Linked DNA regions of Mus musculus: region 1 is linked to region 2. Evidence: chromatin contacts called from public Hi-C data. All regions are on one chromosome and are shown on one strand. Each heading gives the region's core, a stretch centred on a gene start, on an enhancer-like site or on the middle of the called end of the contact. The rest is flanking DNA. Distances are from core to core; before and after follow the strand shown. Region 1 overlaps Ltbp1 (latent transforming growth factor beta binding protein 1). Region 2 overlaps Birc6 (baculoviral IAP repeat-containing 6).

Region 1 (3,192 bases), core at 381-2,880, 420 kb after region 2:
TTGCATACTTATTTTGTGACATTTATTCCTAAGTAATATGGTTTTTGTTTGTTTGTTTGTTTCAGGTGTGGCATGCATTTGTTTAATTATCTGCTAAGGTCTAAAGTTGCCAGGAAGGTTCTTAGGATTTTCTCTGTGGGTGACTCAGCCCAGGTGACGTCCACATGATAGAAATCACAGTATTGCTTCAGAATTGGAAATACTGCGCAAACCTAGTGAAAAAGTGCCGTTCTTTAAAATTAAAAAACAAAGGCCACATGTTTTTGTGTTCAAATTAATTTAAGTTATTTGTAAAAAAATAAAGAGATAATGAAGCTTTCAGCTATACCCTCTGAATTGAACTCTTTCATCCTGGAAGAAGCCTCGTTAAGACTGAGGAAGAAAATGAAACTTAACAAGATTCAGGAAAGAAGCACAGTTTACAAGTCTCAGGAAGTTCCTGCAGTTTAAGAGAGTCACAAGGCCCCTCCGTATGGTTATACAAGCAGTAACAGTTGCTAAGGAGAGGGTAGCCAAATCGTCTGCAGGTATAAGTTTTCCTCACGCTTGTGCAGACTTTCCAGTGATGTGGTTGTCTTGAGCCATCCCCACTCCTGTAATAAATTCACTGGTTCATTAAGCTAGAGTGGGAGGGAATTGTATCTTTGATGTTTTGTTAGTGCCCTTTTTGGGGTGGAAAGACATTTGTTCATGCTCCCCCGCCCCTCTCCCCCCAAAAAAGTCTCACACAAAGCTCTGTTAGGAAGTCTTTGACAAAAACAGACAAACATCAAAACAAAACACAAAATAATATTGGGGATTTTCAATCTCACGTATATCATTATTTCATATGTACCATATGTTTCGTAAGTACTATGCTAACAGCTAGCATAAATATTCTTTCATTTTACTAAATAAGGGATCGCTGAAGTTACTTTTTCTTTCCTTCATATTATTTCTAGAGTTTATTTATATAAGTAAATATGCTATATATTTTAATTTTAAAGATTTATTTTTATTTTATGTACATGAGTGTTTTAAATGTGTATACATGTCCATCGCATGCATGCTGGATGCCTATTGAGGCTGGAAAAGGATGTTGGATTCCCTGGAACTGGGGCTGTAGACAGATGCAAGGGGCCATATTAGTGCTCAGAACTGAACCTGGGCCCTCTACAAGAATAGAAAGTAACTTCTGAGCCATCTCTCTAGCCCCTACAGCTATCTTTTTAAAGAGCAAAATACATGCAATGCTATCTGTGCCTTCTAATAAAGTCACATATTTGCCATCCTTGGTTAAAGTCTGGCTCTGCTGTTGATGGGCCTGGAATCAATAAATGAGTGATTCGCTGAATCATTGCCTATGGATACCAGGTCCTCTTTGGAATCACAGATGTAGTATGTGAAGTGTAAACTAAACCTTAGCCTTTACGAACTAATTGCTTCTAGCTGCCTCGCTGTGGCCAGTAAGGCCAGTTAAGTGACAGCACCGAAGGGCTTCCTGCTGCATGGGAAACACTACAGCCGTAGCTCAGGGATTTATAGCCACTGTAGAACTTTGCAGAGAATGTGTGCTTACTCTTTCCCAAGAAGAGCAGGCAGCCTCTAAAAGCTAAGAGGCTGCCCCTGAGCTGGCTTCTTTTTGTATGGAGACACTGCCCCTAGTGTTCAGGAAAGTAATGCATACTAGAAAATAGTCTAAGATTCTGATGTTCTCTCGAAAGTGAGTTGATTTTTTGCCGTCTGCTGTATAGTAGATCCCAGATGAACAGAATTCTTCAAATAGCTTTGGCTTTATTCTGCACTTAGGCAAGCCTGGAGTGGTGTGCCTCAGAGGCCCCAGGAGTTATCAATGCAATGTCATAAACCTGCTTTCCATCCGTCTTTCAAGGGGCTGCTGGTCTATTCCATGGTCCAGAGCTCTGAAGAGCACACAGACTACGTCTGGTTTGTATAATAGCTGTCCTTGGTGGCTTGCAGCTCACTCTCAGGGCATCTTTTTCTCAGATGGCGTTTTCTTCCTTTCGTCTTCTGGATTGGTTTTTTTGATGTCCCGACTACATGGAGTTGAATATGTATAGAGTTAGAAGACAGACACTATTTGGTAGTTGGTTGTTTTGTGTTTTAGTGCTAAAATTAACTTATGTTTCAGGATGTCTTAGAATCAGTGAAATTAGAGATGAGTCCTGGATCTACCAAGAGCCTTTGAAAACACTGGTGAGAGTTAGTGCAGCTAAGATTGTTGGAAGTTTCACTGTGGAAAGCTAATACTTAGCACAATGGTGGAATTATTGAGAGGTTTTTTTCTTCTTCCCCTTTTGGGTCAGCTGAACTGCTACTGAGAGTTTCATTATGTGAATGCATTTAAAATAAACTATTTATGAACCTGCTTAATGCCGTTGTGCTTTAATGTTGGGATGTTAACGTCTGCATGAATCCCAGAATGGATTTAGTATTCTATATCATGTTGGAATGATGACAGGCCATGGGGGCGTAGGACAATGCTGGCACATTTTCAAAGACATTCCTCCCTGATCTGGGTACTGTAATAAACACAACTGCAGCTCGCTCAATTCATTATACACACAGTGTGGGTAACAGTTTGGAAGCTTTTTTTTTTCATTTTATTTTCTTTCCTTCCTCCTCCTCCTCCTCCTCCTCCTCCTCCTCCTCCTCCTCCTCCTCCTCTTCCTCCTCTTCCTCCTTTCCCTTCTCCCCCTCCTCCCCCTACCTCCTCCTTCCCCTCCCCCTTCTTCTCTTCTCCCTCCTCCTCCTTTCTTTTTTGAGCCACTCTGGTTTTAGAGGATTATGTATAGAACTGGAAATAGTATCTATCTGGTAAAAAGAGAAGTTAGATTTGACCCTTTCTTTAAAAAGAAAAAAGAAAAAAAGTAGCGAGAACTGCTGGATATACACACAGTGTGTGAACACCCACAACAGTCAGCGTACAAAGGGGCTGCCTTAGAAAGCGTGGATGGGTGCGATTTGCTTAAGTAAGATTTCGCTGTCGGGCAGCAGGTGGCAAGCTTGGCTTTTCGGTGTTCCCCTGTCTTATTATTTTTTTTATACTGTAGGATGCCAAAATTCGAAGAGGGTGGTTTGAGTCCACTAGAATCTGTCATTTCTTGGCAGCGCAGCCTTGAACCACCTCCTTTCCTCACTGCGGGTAATTGCCTTTCTTTGGATACCACTGCCGACCTTCAATTCCCCTGT
Region 2 (3,545 bases), core at 927-3,426:
CCCTGGCTGTTCTGGAACTCACTCTGTAGACCAGGGTGGCCTTGAACTCAGAAATCTGCCTGCCTCTGCCTCCCAAGTGATGTCCTTGGTTTTTAATGGCTGAGTAGTCTACTATTGTATAGATAAACCACATTTTCTGTATCCATTCTTCAGTGGAGAGGCATTTAGGTTATTTCCAGTTTCTGGCTATTACTTATTATAAAACTGCTTTGAACATGTTGAGCAAGTGTCCTTGTGGGGTGGTGGAACATCTTTTGGGTATATGCCCAGGAGTGGCATACTGGGTCTTGAGGTAGAACTATTCCTAATCCGAACAGTGAGGAGTGTTCCCCTTGCTTCACCCCCATGTGCTGTCCTTTTAGTTCTTGATCTTAGCCATTCTGATATGTTCCTTCTAAAAATAGAAGTTGTCTTTCTCCTTTGATTGAGAAATCTCCTGAGATAGTTTTTTACTGGAGCCCTAAAATGGTCTGGCTTAAACTTTTCTGTGTTTCTGTTTCTATTTGGTTTTGAGTCATTGATTCTTTGAGCCTTAAGTAGTTTTCACTTTCATTTATTTTCTCCCTCTGCCTCCTCCTCTGCCCTCCCCTTCTCCTCCTCCTCTCCCTACTTCTTCTTTACTCCTTCCCTCCCTCCCCCACCCGTGTGTGTGTGTGTGTGTGTGTGTGTGTGTGTGTGTGTGTGTGTGTGTGTCTGTGTCTGTGTCTGTGTCTGTGTCTGTCTGTCTGTCTGTCTGTGTCTCTCTGGTGTTCTTTCCAAATTTTCTTTATACAACATGCATTAGTCTACTTTCTTGCAGCTGGATAGTGTTCCCTTGATTAGTTCAATATATTCATTCATTGGCAAGCATTTGGGATCTTTTTATCCTTGGATTGTAGTGTATAATACTGCTGTGTGCGGGTGTATACAAATGTTTATTTTAGCACCAGTTTTCATTGTGTTTGGTGTATGCCTAGGAGTGTCACAGTAAGTAGTTTTCAACTTTTTGATGAATGGCCAAATTGATTTTTATATTGTTAATCTTTTGGATAGTCCTAATGATAATTTAAAAAAAAAAACAAATAATACCAAATACTAGTAATTTTCCTCTTCTTAAAAGCCGCAGGTGTCAAATTCCCATAACCCCACATCAGCAGAAGAACAGCAGCTGTACTGGGCCAAAGGGACTGGCTTTGGCACAGGTTCCACGGCATCAGGATGGGACGTGGAACAAGCCTTAACTAAACAGAGGCTAGAAGAGGAGCATGTGACCTGCCTTTTGCAGGTACGCTTGTGAGTCGGTTGTTATCAGTACTGATGATTTACTCAGTTCATTAAGTATTTTGTCTTTTTTCTTTTTGCTGAGATGTTTCATGTTTTCTAGGCTGCCCTTGAACTCTGATCTTCCTTTCTTCACCTCCAAGTGTAATCATGACAGATGTGCTCCAGCATTCTTAGGCTTGCTTTTGCTTTCTTCTCCAAATACAGTATAAATGCCATGGTTTAAAGAATGGTCTTTTATGCTTGTAATTCTAAATATATTCCCCTCAATTAGCTTCTCACCTCAGATACAATTATCCTTTGATTTCAAGATGTTCTCTAGAAACATAACATCTGCTAGCTAGCCTTTGTTTTAATGTAAAGCCTCTGACCTGTGCTTACAACCCAGTATTCGTACTCCATTCTGCACTGGGACCTCTCACCGCTAAACTGTACCTGTAGCTCACTCTCAGTTCAAATTGTTCTATAGTGATTCCACAATCAAGCAAGTTGAAAATAGGAGGGGACATCTTTATATCATAGAAATAAATGAAATTGCCGCCATTTTGAAGTGTTACTTTGCAGTTTTAAGATGGCATGCTCGTTGTAGTATAAATTCTGAGGTCCCAGCACTCTCAGACTGAATCAGTGCAGTGAGGACTTGGAGTGCAGCGTAGTAGCGTGTGTGCCTAGCATTCATGGGCCCTCTGGATTCAGTCCTCGGCACCGCATTAAAGTGACACTGCGAGCGAGCATCTGAATCTCAGGTCACGGTGACCCACATGGCCAAGTGGAGGCCACGGGAGCCTCCTGAGTTCCCCAGAAAGAGAAATCCAAAGGCGACAGTGGTGATGCTCCCGTGTCTGTCAGTCACTGTCCAGTCACTGCTCTGTTAGTCACGGCTTACTGCGCTCGTGTGCTGCTCTGTCCTCAGGGCGCTCCTCTTTCAGTTACATAGAGAGCTATTGTCCTGTGTAAGCAACCCTCAGCAAACAGTCCCTTCCCTTCTGAAAAGTTAAGTGGAAATGTCCTTTTTTAGCCGTGTTTGATATCTCAGGCCTATAATCCCAGCACACAAAGTTGAGGGATAAAAATCCAAGGCCACCCTCTCAGTCGAGAAACCCAACCTTGAGGTTTGTCAGGGCCTTATGTGGAAAAGCTATCTCCAAAATGAAAAGTACACAATCAGAAAGAGTGTCAACATTGGCTAAGTAAAAACCAGATGCTCTTGAGTGTGCTGAGATCAAGTGTCTAGTTATGAAACACATCACTGAAGTGTATAAAGCTGAACTCCAATTTCTTGTCTGCAATGCAGGTCCTTGCGAGTTACATAAACCCCATGAGTGGTGCTGTCAATGGGGAAGCCCAGGCGTCTCCCGAGAGCCGCGCCCAGAACAGCAGTGCTCTGCCCTCGGTGCTTCTGGAGCTCCTCAGTCAGTCCTGCCTCATCCCAGCCATGTCCTCCTACCTGCGCAACGACTCCGGTGAGTCAGGGGTGCAGGCGCTGCACGGCTGCGTAACCTCAGACACGACTCTAACTTGAAAGTCCATTATTGAAAAAGTAAGGCCGTGATACTGCCTAAGAAGGGTATAAAGTTTTTGAAATTAAAGTTACCATAGACAGCCTTATCAACGTGCAACTGATGTAGGGTTATTTTGTAATGTACATGAATATAATGTGGCATAAGTGAATATAATGGGCTTTTATATTAGTCACACCTTCCTTGTCTCATCCCTGTCTCTCTCACATTGCTCTCAGTTCTTCCCAAGTAGTTACTTATCTGCCTCCTTGTCCTTTTTCCTCTACTTTAAAAATGTGTGTGTGTGTGTGTACACAAATGGACATGCTTGCCAAGACACACCCGTGGAAGTCAGGTCACGGTTCAGTTCTTTTCACCGTGGAAGCTCCACTACAGCTCAGGTCTTCAGTGCTGTATCCATGACGCCTTCTCCCTTTGGGGCCTTTTGAATCTATTTCAGGGTAGTTTGGGTTTGTACTTCCTTGATAGCTAATCATTATGAAAATTGTGTTATGTTGGCTATTTAGGCCTCCTGTTTTAAAGTCTATATAGTTCAGTTCGTTTGTCTTTTTTGACTTTTTTGGTGTTTATCAGTTCTTTATATATTCTTAGTATTAATTAACCTTTTATCAGGAGAGCTGAGATCCTCTTGTTAGAGGTAGCCACTGTTAAATTTGGTGTTGTATTCTCTCTCTTGGTTCTTTTCACTTGTGGTATAATGATGAATATGCTATTCTTTTGTGTGTGTGTGTGCATGCGTGTATAATTATAAATATATGCATGTAT

Evidence for each region. Hi-C and Micro-C count contacts between places; a contact is called where the count stands out from the background.
Region 1: a contact with region 2 is called in a Hi-C map of cerebral cortex, with 6 times the contacts expected there. The contact joins two enhancer-like sites. A contact is called at or near these places in 2 of 39 promoter capture datasets (hippocampal neurons and liver), 24 of 484 Hi-C or Micro-C datasets (B cells, the Ba/F3 cell line, the HL-1 cell line and 15 more), 2 of 115 datasets of contacts at active chromatin or transcription factors (astrocytes and embryonic stem cells) and 1 of 9 other capture datasets (embryonic stem cells).

The regions. Positions count from the first base shown.
Region 1 is chr17:75,085,926-75,089,117 of GRCm38.p6, forward strand. All of the region lies in intron 3 of Ltbp1 (latent transforming growth factor beta binding protein 1), which reads left to right. Among named protein-coding and RNA genes, the nearest start is that of Ltbp1, 82 kb to the left of the region's middle. Within about 2 kb of position 1,631, at least 64 of the 459 cell types and tissues checked have an H3K27ac peak or open chromatin away from gene starts, as enhancers often do. A contact at or near this core is called in granulosa cells, where this site is marked.
Region 2 is chr17:74,667,660-74,671,204 of GRCm38.p6, forward strand. It overlaps Birc6 (baculoviral IAP repeat-containing 6), which reads left to right. Exons shown (of 73, transcript NM_007566.3): 63 at 1,100-1,264; 64 at 2,555-2,723. Among named protein-coding and RNA genes, the nearest start is that of Ttc27, 48 kb to the right of the region's middle. Within about 2 kb of position 2,177, at least 31 of the 459 cell types and tissues checked have an H3K27ac peak or open chromatin away from gene starts, as enhancers often do. A contact at or near this core is called in granulosa cells, where this site is marked.